Regions from separate parts of the Mus musculus genome. Here regions 2 and 3 are each linked to region 1. A link is a contact called in public Hi-C and HiChIP or PLAC-seq data. All regions are on one chromosome and are shown on one strand. The core of a region is the stretch at or near the end of the contact, and the rest is flanking DNA. Distances in the headings are between cores, read along the strand shown. Region 1 overlaps Tcf7l1 (transcription factor 7 like 1 (T cell specific, HMG box)). Region 2 has its middle 17 kb from the start of Tcf7l1. Region 3 overlaps Kcmf1 (potassium channel modulatory factor 1).

Region 1 (3,296 bases), core at 518-3,017:
GCTTATGACTTTGAAGCCAGCCTGGTCTACAAAGTAAGTTCCCATACAGCCGGGTCTGCACAGAGTAACCCTGTCTCGAAAACCCAAGTAAACAAGCAAACAAACCGGAAATGAGTTCTTGCCATGTGGAATGTGAGATCTGCTGCAAGAGAATTGGACCTTGGGACTATATTCTGGTTGACACATTGCTTATTTGTTGGTCCTTCCTCTTGTAACACATCTCAGTTAGCGGAGCCCAGCTAAGTCGCCGTTCAGACCTTAGGAACACACTTAGGAAATACACGAGGAGCTTGGGGATATTCCTGCAACCAACCTGAGGTTAAGAGTCAGGAGATGTGGCAAAGCTGATACTTTCTTCTATTTACCTGGGTCGGGTGACAGAAGAATGGAGGGACCCCTGGCTTAGCTGCTCCGGGGCAGGTGGCAGAGTCGGAGGGTGGCAGGGTGCTGCTGTGGAGTCTCAGTCCTCCGGGATCCCCTACCAGCCCCACAGTTGACCAGCTCTGGCAGACACCACCCACAGTGTGTCTGAAGGAACGACCTCTACTGGACCTGCTCCCTCCCCATGGACTTTGGGATGTTTCAAAGAAACTGATGTCACTGCAAACATTTTCAGTGTCCATTCTCCCCGGGAGCCCTGCCCTTCTCTATCAGCTAAGGGGTCATGGATGATTGACAAAACTCATATTCTGAATAGCGTTGTTAGTTGTCTACTGAAATGTTGGGTGATTTCCTGGGCAGCCATTGTCAAGTCCAGGACTCCATCGTGATTGACAGCAGAAGGGAAGGGTCTACTCTCCTGAGCGATCAATCCCATGCAGCTGGTTTCTGATCAGGTTAAGGGAGAGATGGCTCTGCAGTTAAGAGGCTGGCTGCTCTTCTGAGTTGAATTCACAGCAGCCACAAGGTGGCTCACAACCATGCATAATGGAATCTGATTCCCTCTTCTGGTGTGCATGAACACCTGAGCAATCCTATACATGAAATAAGCAAATAAATAAATCTATAAAAGAAGAAGGACAACAAGAGGGAGGGGGACTCCTCTGGTGGACAGTTTTCCATGGCGAGCCCTTAGGGGTTGGTTTTACTTTGGGCTTAAAATATGCCCTGGGGACCCCTTTGCTTTCTTAAGAGCTGTGAGTTTGAAGAGCTTCAAAAGGGAAAAGACTGAAGCAGGCTGTGGTGGTCATCGAGCAGACTAAGTTACACAGCCTGCCTCAGCAAGGTGAAGCTGCGGGCCAAAGGAGATGGCTCAGCAGATAAAGTGTGGGGACCAGAAGGAACTGGGATGCTCAGAACACATAAAACCCAGGCAGCTGTGGCAGCCTCGCATGGATTTAGCAGATTATAAAGACAGGGCAAGGAGTTGAGCCAAGATCAACAAGCTCTGGGTTCAGCAAGAGACCTCAGTAAGTCAAAAGGAGATCAAGGAGACCCTCCTCAGGTCTCCATCTGTGTACACACATACACACAAAACTTTAAAATGGATCAGGGAGAGGAGTTGTCAAGATACCTGGGCTGAGAAGGTGCTCGACCTATGTAGCTTGCTGGAAGGATTTGGCTGTTTCGGATGGGGCATTGCTGGAAGGACTTGGCTCTGTTTCGGATGGCATTCCTTGCTGAGCAAGCCCGTGTGGCTCCTACGTCTTGTACTGAGGTTGTCCACTTGAGGCTCTGCATTCCTGACGGTAGCCTCAGCCTTTGCCGTGCTCATCAAGCTCCTGGGGACAGCTGGAGAGAGAAGTGGGTGAGGACAGAGTGGGAGGTAGCCTCCTAAGAGGACAGGCCAGCCTCTAGGACAACTCTTGCTCAGCAACACTTCCTGTCCAGCCCCTCGCGGACCATTTTCTGGACAATGATGCCCCCTAGTGGTACAAAATTATAACCCGCAGGTCATTTAGATTTATACCTAGATTTGCAAATTGAACTCCCTTTATGTGTTCTTTGACTGAAGGGTAAGCAGGCAACTGAAACTTTTTAGTTTATTTATGGAAGGGGGTTGGTCCAGGCTGGCTTTTAACTTACTATGTAACAAAGAGTGACCTTTGACCTCTGATCTTTTTACTTCCTGAGTGCAAGTGTCTGCGTTACCGGTTTATGCTACCACACCCAGTTTACACAGAGCTGGAGATCAAACGTGGGGCTTCAAGGATGCTAAACAACTGTGCTACATATTCCAGCCTAAGAGTTCTCACTATAAAATGACAAAAATGATACAAATAAATATAAATTAAAAACTGAAGCGTGAAGGCTGGAGTGGATGATCATGGGTTCGAAACTAGCCTGGACTATATAATGCGATGTTGTCAAAGATAAATAAATGACATGGGGCGTTGTTGGCAGGGGCTGGCTTAGCTGTGTGATTATGTAGCAATCAGTTTTAGAATCATTGTTTATGAATTGTATCATGGTTTGTGCAATTCTCTCTATTTTTATTCATTATATTTCTTTGTGTGTATGTGGGTGGGCATCCTTTAGCCATGGTGTTCTTGTGGAGGTCAGAGGATCTACCCTGAGGGATCTAGAAAGAGATGGCAGGTTATCAGGCATCCACCTTGACCCACTGAACATTCTCTGTAATTCAATAGCCCTATTACGTTTATAGTGCCGAAAATTACCCTTTGACAGGCTGGCCCCTATAAACCCAGGTTCATCATTTGGATACACTCACTTGGTTCCTAGAAATCTGATGTCAGAGCTAGTTATTGCACATGTTCTTTCTTGTGCTGTATATTCATCATTGTGATGGCCAGGAAATACAGTGAAAGCAGCCAGGTGTAGGTGACACACGCCTTCAGTCCCAGCACTTGGGAGACAGAGGCAGGCGAATCTCCGAGTTTGAGAACCTACAGAGTGAGTTCCAGGACAGCAAGGACTACACAGAGAAACCCTGTCTCTAGAAAACTAAAAAAAAAAAAAAAAAATTCTCCAAAAAAGTGAATGGGCTGGTGGGTAAGATCACTGACTGCTCTTCCAAAGGTCCTGAGTTCAAATCCCAGCAACCACATGGTGGCTCACAACCACCCGTAATGAGATCTGACGCCCTCTTCTGTTGCGTCTGAAGTCAGCTACAGTGTACTTTGGGCCCAAGCAAGCAGGGACTGAGCGAGCAGGGCCAACCCGAGCGAACGGGGTTGACCAGAGTGAGCAGAGGTCCTGAAAATTCAATTCCCAGCAACCAAATGAAGGCTCACAACCATCTGTACAGCTACAGTGTACTCACATACATAAAATAAATAAATCTTTGAAAATGTGAAGGCAGTATTTAAGTTTCACCTTATGCTGCTACAGCTAAC
Region 2 (3,139 bases), core at 484-2,983, 170 kb before region 1:
GAGGTAGGGAACAGGGGTCGTCGAAGAACAGGCAAGTCCAAGGTCTACAAATACCAAAAGGAACAGACTGGAGAAGTCTTGTGACGCTAATTCCTATTTATAGTGGTAAAATGGTTCAAATGTTTTACAGTTTAATTCATGCCTGTTGTTTTAAGTATTGTTTATCCTGAATGCATGTCAGTTTTTAAAATTCTTTATTTATATATTTAGTGTGTGTGTGTGTGTGTGTGTGTGTGTGTGTGTGTGTATGTGTGTGTGTACTCTGTAGACCAGACTCTACCTGCCTCTGCCTCCTATAGGCCTGCACTACCGCTGCCTGGATGCTTTTGAAAATTGTTGCCGGTTGTGGTGGTGCACTCCGGTAGGATTTGCTGAAGGAGGCAGAGGCAGGAGGATCATGAGTTCGAGGTCAGCCTGGGCTACATATTTTGGGGTTGGAGAGATGGCTCAGTGGTTAAGAGCACTGACTGCTCTTCCAGAGGTCCTGAGTTCAATTCCCAGCAACCACATGGTGGCTCACAACCATGTGTAATAGGATCTGATGCCCTCTTCTGGTGTGTCTGAAGAGAGCAATGGTGTACTCATATACATAAAGTAAATGAATAAATATTTTTTTAAAGATTTATTTATTTATTATATGTAAGTACACTGTAGCTGTCTTCAGACACACCAGAAGAGGGCATCAGATCTTGTTACAGATGGTTGTGAGCCACCATGTGGTTGCTGGGATTTGAACTCCGGACCTTTGGAAGAGCAGTCGGGTGCTCTTACCCACTGAGCCATCTCACCAGCCCAAATGTGTAGCCCAGGCTGGCCTCGAACTCGTGATCCTCCTGCCTCTGCCTCCTTCAGCAAATCCTACCGGCGTGCGCCACCACTGCCGGCAATATTTTTTAAAAAAAGAAAAGAAAAGAAAATTTTTGAGATAGAACCAAGTGTTAGGCCTGGAGGTACACCCTTGTCATTTCAGCACTCAGGAGGCAGAAGCAGCAGGATCGGGAATTTAAGATCATTGTCAGCTGTTAGTGTACAGCTATAGTTTATAAATTACCCTAGGCTAAATGAAGCTCTCTATTAAAAAAGACAAAAAGATGCCAGGTGGTGGTGGCACAAGTCTTTAATCTCAGCACTAGAGAGGCAGAAGCGGGCAGATCTCTGACTTTGAGGCTAACCTGATCTACAAGGAGAGTTCTACGACAGCCAGGGCTACATGGAGGAACCCTGTCTCTAAAAACAAAACAAACAAACAACAACAACAACAAAGAGAGACAAAAGGATGAAGCTGGAAATATAGCTTAACTGGTAGAGGGCCTGGGCAGTATAACTGAAGCTCTTGACTCCGTTCCCACCACTGCAGAGACCCTGTGACCTCAGGGAGGTGGGAGCGGAGGATCAGAAGTCCAGGGTCACTCTTGATTACATATAGAGTATGAGGCTAGCCTGGGACACATGAGACACTGTCTAAAGGAATAGAAAAGTCAAGAGATTTCAAAAATGGATCCAGCTTGGGTCTCTAGCTCAGTCATAAAGCATTTGCCTAACACGTGCAGGCCCTGGGTTGGGTTCCCTGAACCACACGCAAAACAGCAAATTTGGAAGATCTTACACATGTGAAAAGCAGGAAGACTCACACCCACCAAGCTCCGGGGAGTCATTTGAGCTATGTTGTTCATCACACAGCCAGTCTGAGAAGGGCAGCCATGAATCACCTCCATAAAAAGTCACTTTAGTACAGGTTTTATGGTTCTTTAATTGGTTGGCTTGGGCTCTTTGAGACAAGGTCTCACTCTCTAGCCCAGGCTGGTCTGGAATATGTGGCAATTCTCCTGCCTCAAATTTCCAAATGCTGAGAGTACTGGTATGTGCCATGGCATCTGGCTTCCTTTTAGGTTTCAGTGGAGAAAAAGGCATACATTACACGCCATCTCTCATTGTACAGACACACTGCAGTGTGGGGCTTCAGTGCAGGGCTCTGCCCGGGACGCATCTTCAGTGGTTTGATCCTTTTTGGTTTTTCGAGACAGGGTTCCTCTGTATGGCCCTGGCTATCCTGGAGCTCACTTTATAGACCAGGCTGGCCTCGAACTCAGAAATCTGCCTGCCTCTGCCTCCCAAGTGCTGGGATTAGAGGCGTGTGCCACCACGCCGGGCCTTTCTTCTTCTTCTTCTTCTTCTTCTTCTTCTTCTTCTTCTTCTTCTTCTTCTTCTTCTTCCTCTTCCTCTTCCTCTTCCTCTTCCTCTTCCTCTTCCTCTTCTTCTTCTTCTTCTTCTTTTTTTTTTAATGTTTTTGTTACATTTTCTACTTGTTTTTTTGGAGACATGCATTTACCCATGCCTATAGAGGTTCGGGGATACATGCTGGAATTGGTTCTTCTCTTCTACCACGGAGTTTCCAGGAATCAAACTCAGGTTGTCAAGCTTGGCAGCGAGTGCCTTTTCCAAGTAACCCATCTCACTGTCCTCCTTTTCCAAATTACAGTAGTGTGTGTGTATGTCTCACGCGCACCTGCCTGCCTGTGAGGTTGTGCGCATGCGCATAGGCATGTGTGCCTCAGAAGGATGTGGAAGCCAAAGAGTAACATGTGTGAGTTCTCTCTTTTCACCTCGTGGGTCCTGGGTTTGAACTCAGGTTGTCAGGTTTAGCAGCAAGCACATTTATCTACTCAGTGATCCGCCTGACAGACACACACACACCTCTTTTAATAAGATTTTAATCTTGCATAATATAAAATAACCGGGGCTGGTGAGATGGCTCAGTGGTTAAGAGCACCGACTGCTCTTCCGAAGGTCCTGAGTTCAAATCCCAGCAACCACATGGTGGCTCACAACCATCCATAACAAGATCTGATTCCCTCTTCTGGTGCGTCTGAAGACAGCTACAGTGTACTCACATATAATATAATAAAATAAATAAATCTTTAAAAAAATATATATATATAATAACCAATTAAATTGTTTTGTTTTGCTTCTTTGTTTGTTTAGAAAGGTTCTATCTATGCAGCCCTGGCCTGCCAGGTACGTGTAGACCAGGCTGGCCTTGAGAACTTGGAGCAATCCTCCTGCCTCTCCCTTCCTTGTTATGGGTTTACATGTGTGAGTCACCACACCTGGCTGATTTTTATTTTCTTGAAGGAAAAGC
Region 3 (3,244 bases), core at 279-2,778, 230 kb before region 1:
GTGGTGTATATATTAGTCAACAGGACACAATATGTGACAGAAGCAGTCAGTGTAAGGGAAGTGTGGCAGTTTGGATGAGAATGGCCCCAGCAGGCTCGTGTTTGCATACTTGGACCCCAGTTGGTGAAGTGCCTGGATTAGGAGATATATGGACCTTTTTAGCAAAGGTGTATCACAGGATGTGGCAGGGTGGCCTTTGACGTTCCAAAGCCCTCGCCAGGCCCAGAGACTCTTTTCCTACCTGCCTGTAGGTCCTCCTGGGGATCAGATGTAAAGCTCTCAGCTATTCTCAGCTACCACAGGTGCCTCCATACTTGCCATAGACTAAGCCTCTGAGACTATAAGCAAGCCCCTAATTAAATGCTTTTATTTATGACCATTGCCTTGGATTCAAGTGGTAGTGTCACAAGCCTTTAATCTCTCCTGGGATTGAGTGTGCACTTGCTGATAGGATCTGAACTCAGGTCCTTCAGGTGCTAGCTCCGAAGGCCCTAACATTTTTTAAAATTGTATTTAAAATGTCTTTGAATACATTTTTACTAATTTCTTCCTAAAAGGCTTCCTGTCTTTGATTAGATTTATTCATAAGCTTGGTTTTTTTTCTTAATGGTCTGCCCTTTATTGTGGCACTAAGTATATTCCATTGTTATCCTGATCATTATCCATCTTTAGAATTTTCTCATCATCCCAAAATGGAACTCTACCCAGTAGACAGACACTCCCTATCTTCCTCCACCCCCTTTCCCTAGCCCTTGATAACCAACTGTCTTCTTTCTCTCTGAATTTGACTAATGTAGGTAGAATCATAAACTGCTTTTTAAAAAACTGAATGCCTTTCTATTTTGGAGTGAAAAAATACCATTAATATATTATTAAGGTTCTATTTTCTCTTTTTTGTTTGTTTGTTTTTGTTTGTTTTTCAAGATGTATTTATTCATTATATGTAAGTACACTGTAACTGTCATCAGACACTCCAGAAGAGAGCATCAGATCTCCTTACGGATGATTGTGAGCCACCATGGTTGCTAGGATTTGAACTCCGGATCTTTGGAAGAGCAGTCAGTCCTCTTAACTGTTGAGCCATCTCTTCAACCCTGTTTGTTTGTTTTAAGGCAAGGTTTCTCTTTGAAGTCCTGCCTGCTCTGGAGTTGTAGACCAGGCTGGCCTCACAGAGATCCACCTGCCTCTGCCTTCCAAGTGCTGGAACTAAAGTGTGCAGCACCACTCACTGTCTAGCTGACCTGTTCTGTTCTTTCTTATCTAACACACTGGCCCAGTTGAGTTCAGCTATATGTGCTTTCTGCATAAAAAAAGTATACACATACAAATAAGGGCATTTTCTATTGTTAATCCTGCGCTTTGACTTTTCAATTAAAATTTTTTAAAAATTTGAACTCTAAACATTTGATTTAGTATAGATCTCCTATCTGGCTCTTGAAGTACCCCTACTCCCTGTATCCCACCCCTCATCCCCCACCTCCCTTTAGGCAAGGTCTCCCTTTGTGGCACTGACTGTCCTGGAATTCACTATGTAGAGTAGGCTGACCTACACAGTGCCCCCTCATTTATTCTTTGTTTAAACATACTAAGAATTGTTGTGCCGGGCGTGGTGGCACACACCTTTAATCCCAGCACTCGGGAGGCAGAGGCAGGCGGATTTCTGAGTTCGAGGTCAGCCTGGTCTACAAAGTGAGTTCCAGGACAGCCAGGGCTATACAGAGAAACCCTGTCTCTAAAAAACCAAAAACAAACAAACAAACAAACAAAGAATTGTTGTACACCTTTAATCCCTGCACTCTAGAAGCGTAGGCAAGTGGATCCCAGTGAGTTCAAGGTCAACCAAAGTCTAGCTGCACAGTCAGACCCTGTCCCCCACTCTTTGTTATTTAGGAGTTCAGAAAAATTGTTGCACACCTGTAAACATGTAATCCCAGCACCTTGGAGGTTGAGGCCGGAGGATCATGAATTCAAGGTCATTTTGGGCTTCCTACTGAGACATTATGTAAAACAAAAACTGAAGAAGAATTGGTATTTAAGTGTTTGCTGTTTGTTTCTGATATGAACTTACAGTCTGATTGTGGTTTCTTTGTGTGTATTATAGTTTAAACGTATGTAGTTCTTAGGATTTTATACCTGCCAGATAATTGGTGGCATTTTGAGCCATATAGACTGTGAACCTATAGAAAAAAAGCATGTAACTACACCTTTTCTGAGATCACAAGGCACTTTTTAACAAGGGCTTTTACACTTCTTGAAATATTTGGAGACACCTTACCCCAGTAGCATCTTATCATCTGGTGGCCTAAAACTCCCTAAATTTTGCCCCTCCCGCCACCCGTCTTGAGGTCCTCTTCATTAGGATTGACCTTTCTGAGTAAGGAGTTTTCCACACTGCTCAGATTACTGTGTTTTTTACTGTGTTGTTGCTGGTTGTTTTTGAAAGGCTCTCTGGGCCAAATGAGCCCTGAAACATTTCCACACTGACCCTTCCCAGCCGCTGATTGAAGGTGCTTCTTCTTGTTTTATAGGTGTCAGCTGTGATGCATGTTTAAAAGGAAATTTTCGAGGTCGCAGATATAAGTGTTTAATTTGCTACGATTACGATCTTTGTGCATCTTGTTATGAAAGCGGGGCAACGACAACAAGGCATACAACTGACCACCCGATGCAGTGCATATTAACAAGGGTAGACTTTGGTAAGTTCATAATGCAAAATCAATTATTATCATTTAAGGGGCTTCTATGGGTATGAAAAGCAAAAACAAAACATCCTGAAACTATCCCATAAGCACCTCCAAGAGTTCAGATTCATTCAAACTAAAATCATCTTCCCTGTGTCCTTCTGTCTCTTGATTACAGTTTTCAGCCCTTGGAAAACTCCACAAGTGGTCCAGAGTGCTACTGAAACAAGCAGTGAAATCAGGCTGGGCTGTTGCTAATAGCCCTCAGTAAGAAAAGCTGTCTGCTTCAGGCCTCAATTATTTAACTAGCCAACACACTTACTATTGTCTTTGATTATAGCCTTCCTGATGGGCATGAAGCACTGGCTCAAGTGGGTTTGATTTGCAGGTCTGATAGATAATGACCCAAGCATTTCTTCTTAATGCTTATTAGCTATTTGTGTATTTTTTAGTAAAATGTTCAGACCCTTTTCCCATTAAAAAAAATTTACATGTAATGCCTATTACTGAATTGTAACCAATCTTTATATATTAGACACATGTTCCTTAACAGATAGATGATT

What was found. A called contact is a pair of places that touch in the nucleus more often than the background predicts. HiChIP or PLAC-seq counts read pairs in DNA pulled down with a chosen protein or histone mark.
Region 2: a Hi-C map of embryonic limb bud shows a contact between it and region 1, with 3 times the contacts expected there. The contact joins two enhancer-like sites. A contact is called at or near these places in 18 of 39 promoter capture datasets (3T3-L1-derived adipocytes, the C10 cell line, the HPC-7 cell line and 10 more), 2 of 15 datasets of contacts at CTCF or cohesin (the NIH/3T3 cell line and large pre-B cells), 93 of 484 Hi-C or Micro-C datasets (the 3T3-L1 cell line, 3T3-L1-derived adipocytes, B cells and 57 more), 12 of 115 datasets of contacts at active chromatin or transcription factors (the HL-1 cell line, bone marrow-derived dendritic cells, craniofacial prominence and 6 more) and 3 of 9 other capture datasets (adipose tissue, liver and pancreatic islet).
Region 3: an H3K27ac HiChIP or PLAC-seq map of embryonic stem cells shows a contact between it and region 1, with 6 read pairs. The contact joins two enhancer-like sites. A contact is called at or near these places in 9 of 39 promoter capture datasets (the HPC-7 cell line, cranial neural crest, embryonic stem cells and 5 more), 1 of 15 datasets of contacts at CTCF or cohesin (the NIH/3T3 cell line), 5 of 115 datasets of contacts at active chromatin or transcription factors (embryonic basal ganglia, embryonic stem cells and extraembryonic endoderm stem cells) and 3 of 9 other capture datasets (adipose tissue, liver and pancreatic islet).

The regions. Positions count from the first base shown.
Region 1 is chr6:72,634,757-72,638,052 of GRCm38.p6, reverse strand. The region is part of intron 4 of Tcf7l1 (transcription factor 7 like 1 (T cell specific, HMG box)); the gene reads left to right. Gm15401 (predicted gene 15401) reads right to left here. Exons shown (of 5, transcript NR_040422.1): 4 at 1,514-1,731; 5 at 336-974. Among named protein-coding and RNA genes, the nearest start is that of Gm15401, 7.1 kb to the right of the region's middle. Within about 2 kb of position 1,767, at least 128 of the 459 cell types and tissues checked have an H3K27ac peak or open chromatin away from gene starts, as enhancers often do. A contact at or near this core is called in embryonic limb bud and embryonic stem cells, where this site is marked.
Region 2 is chr6:72,804,710-72,807,848 of GRCm38.p6, reverse strand. No RefSeq gene overlaps it. Among named protein-coding and RNA genes, the nearest start is that of Tcf7l1, 17 kb to the right of the region's middle. Within about 2 kb of position 1,733, at least 18 of the 459 cell types and tissues checked have an H3K27ac peak or open chromatin away from gene starts, as enhancers often do. A contact at or near this core is called in embryonic limb bud, where this site is marked.
Region 3 is chr6:72,861,210-72,864,453 of GRCm38.p6, reverse strand. It overlaps Kcmf1 (potassium channel modulatory factor 1), which reads left to right. Exons shown (of 7, transcript NM_019715.2): 2 at 2,529-2,696. Among named protein-coding and RNA genes, the nearest start is that of Kcmf1, 37 kb to the left of the region's middle. Within about 2 kb of position 1,528, at least 7 of the 459 cell types and tissues checked have an H3K27ac peak or open chromatin away from gene starts, as enhancers often do. A contact at or near this core is called in embryonic stem cells, where this site is marked.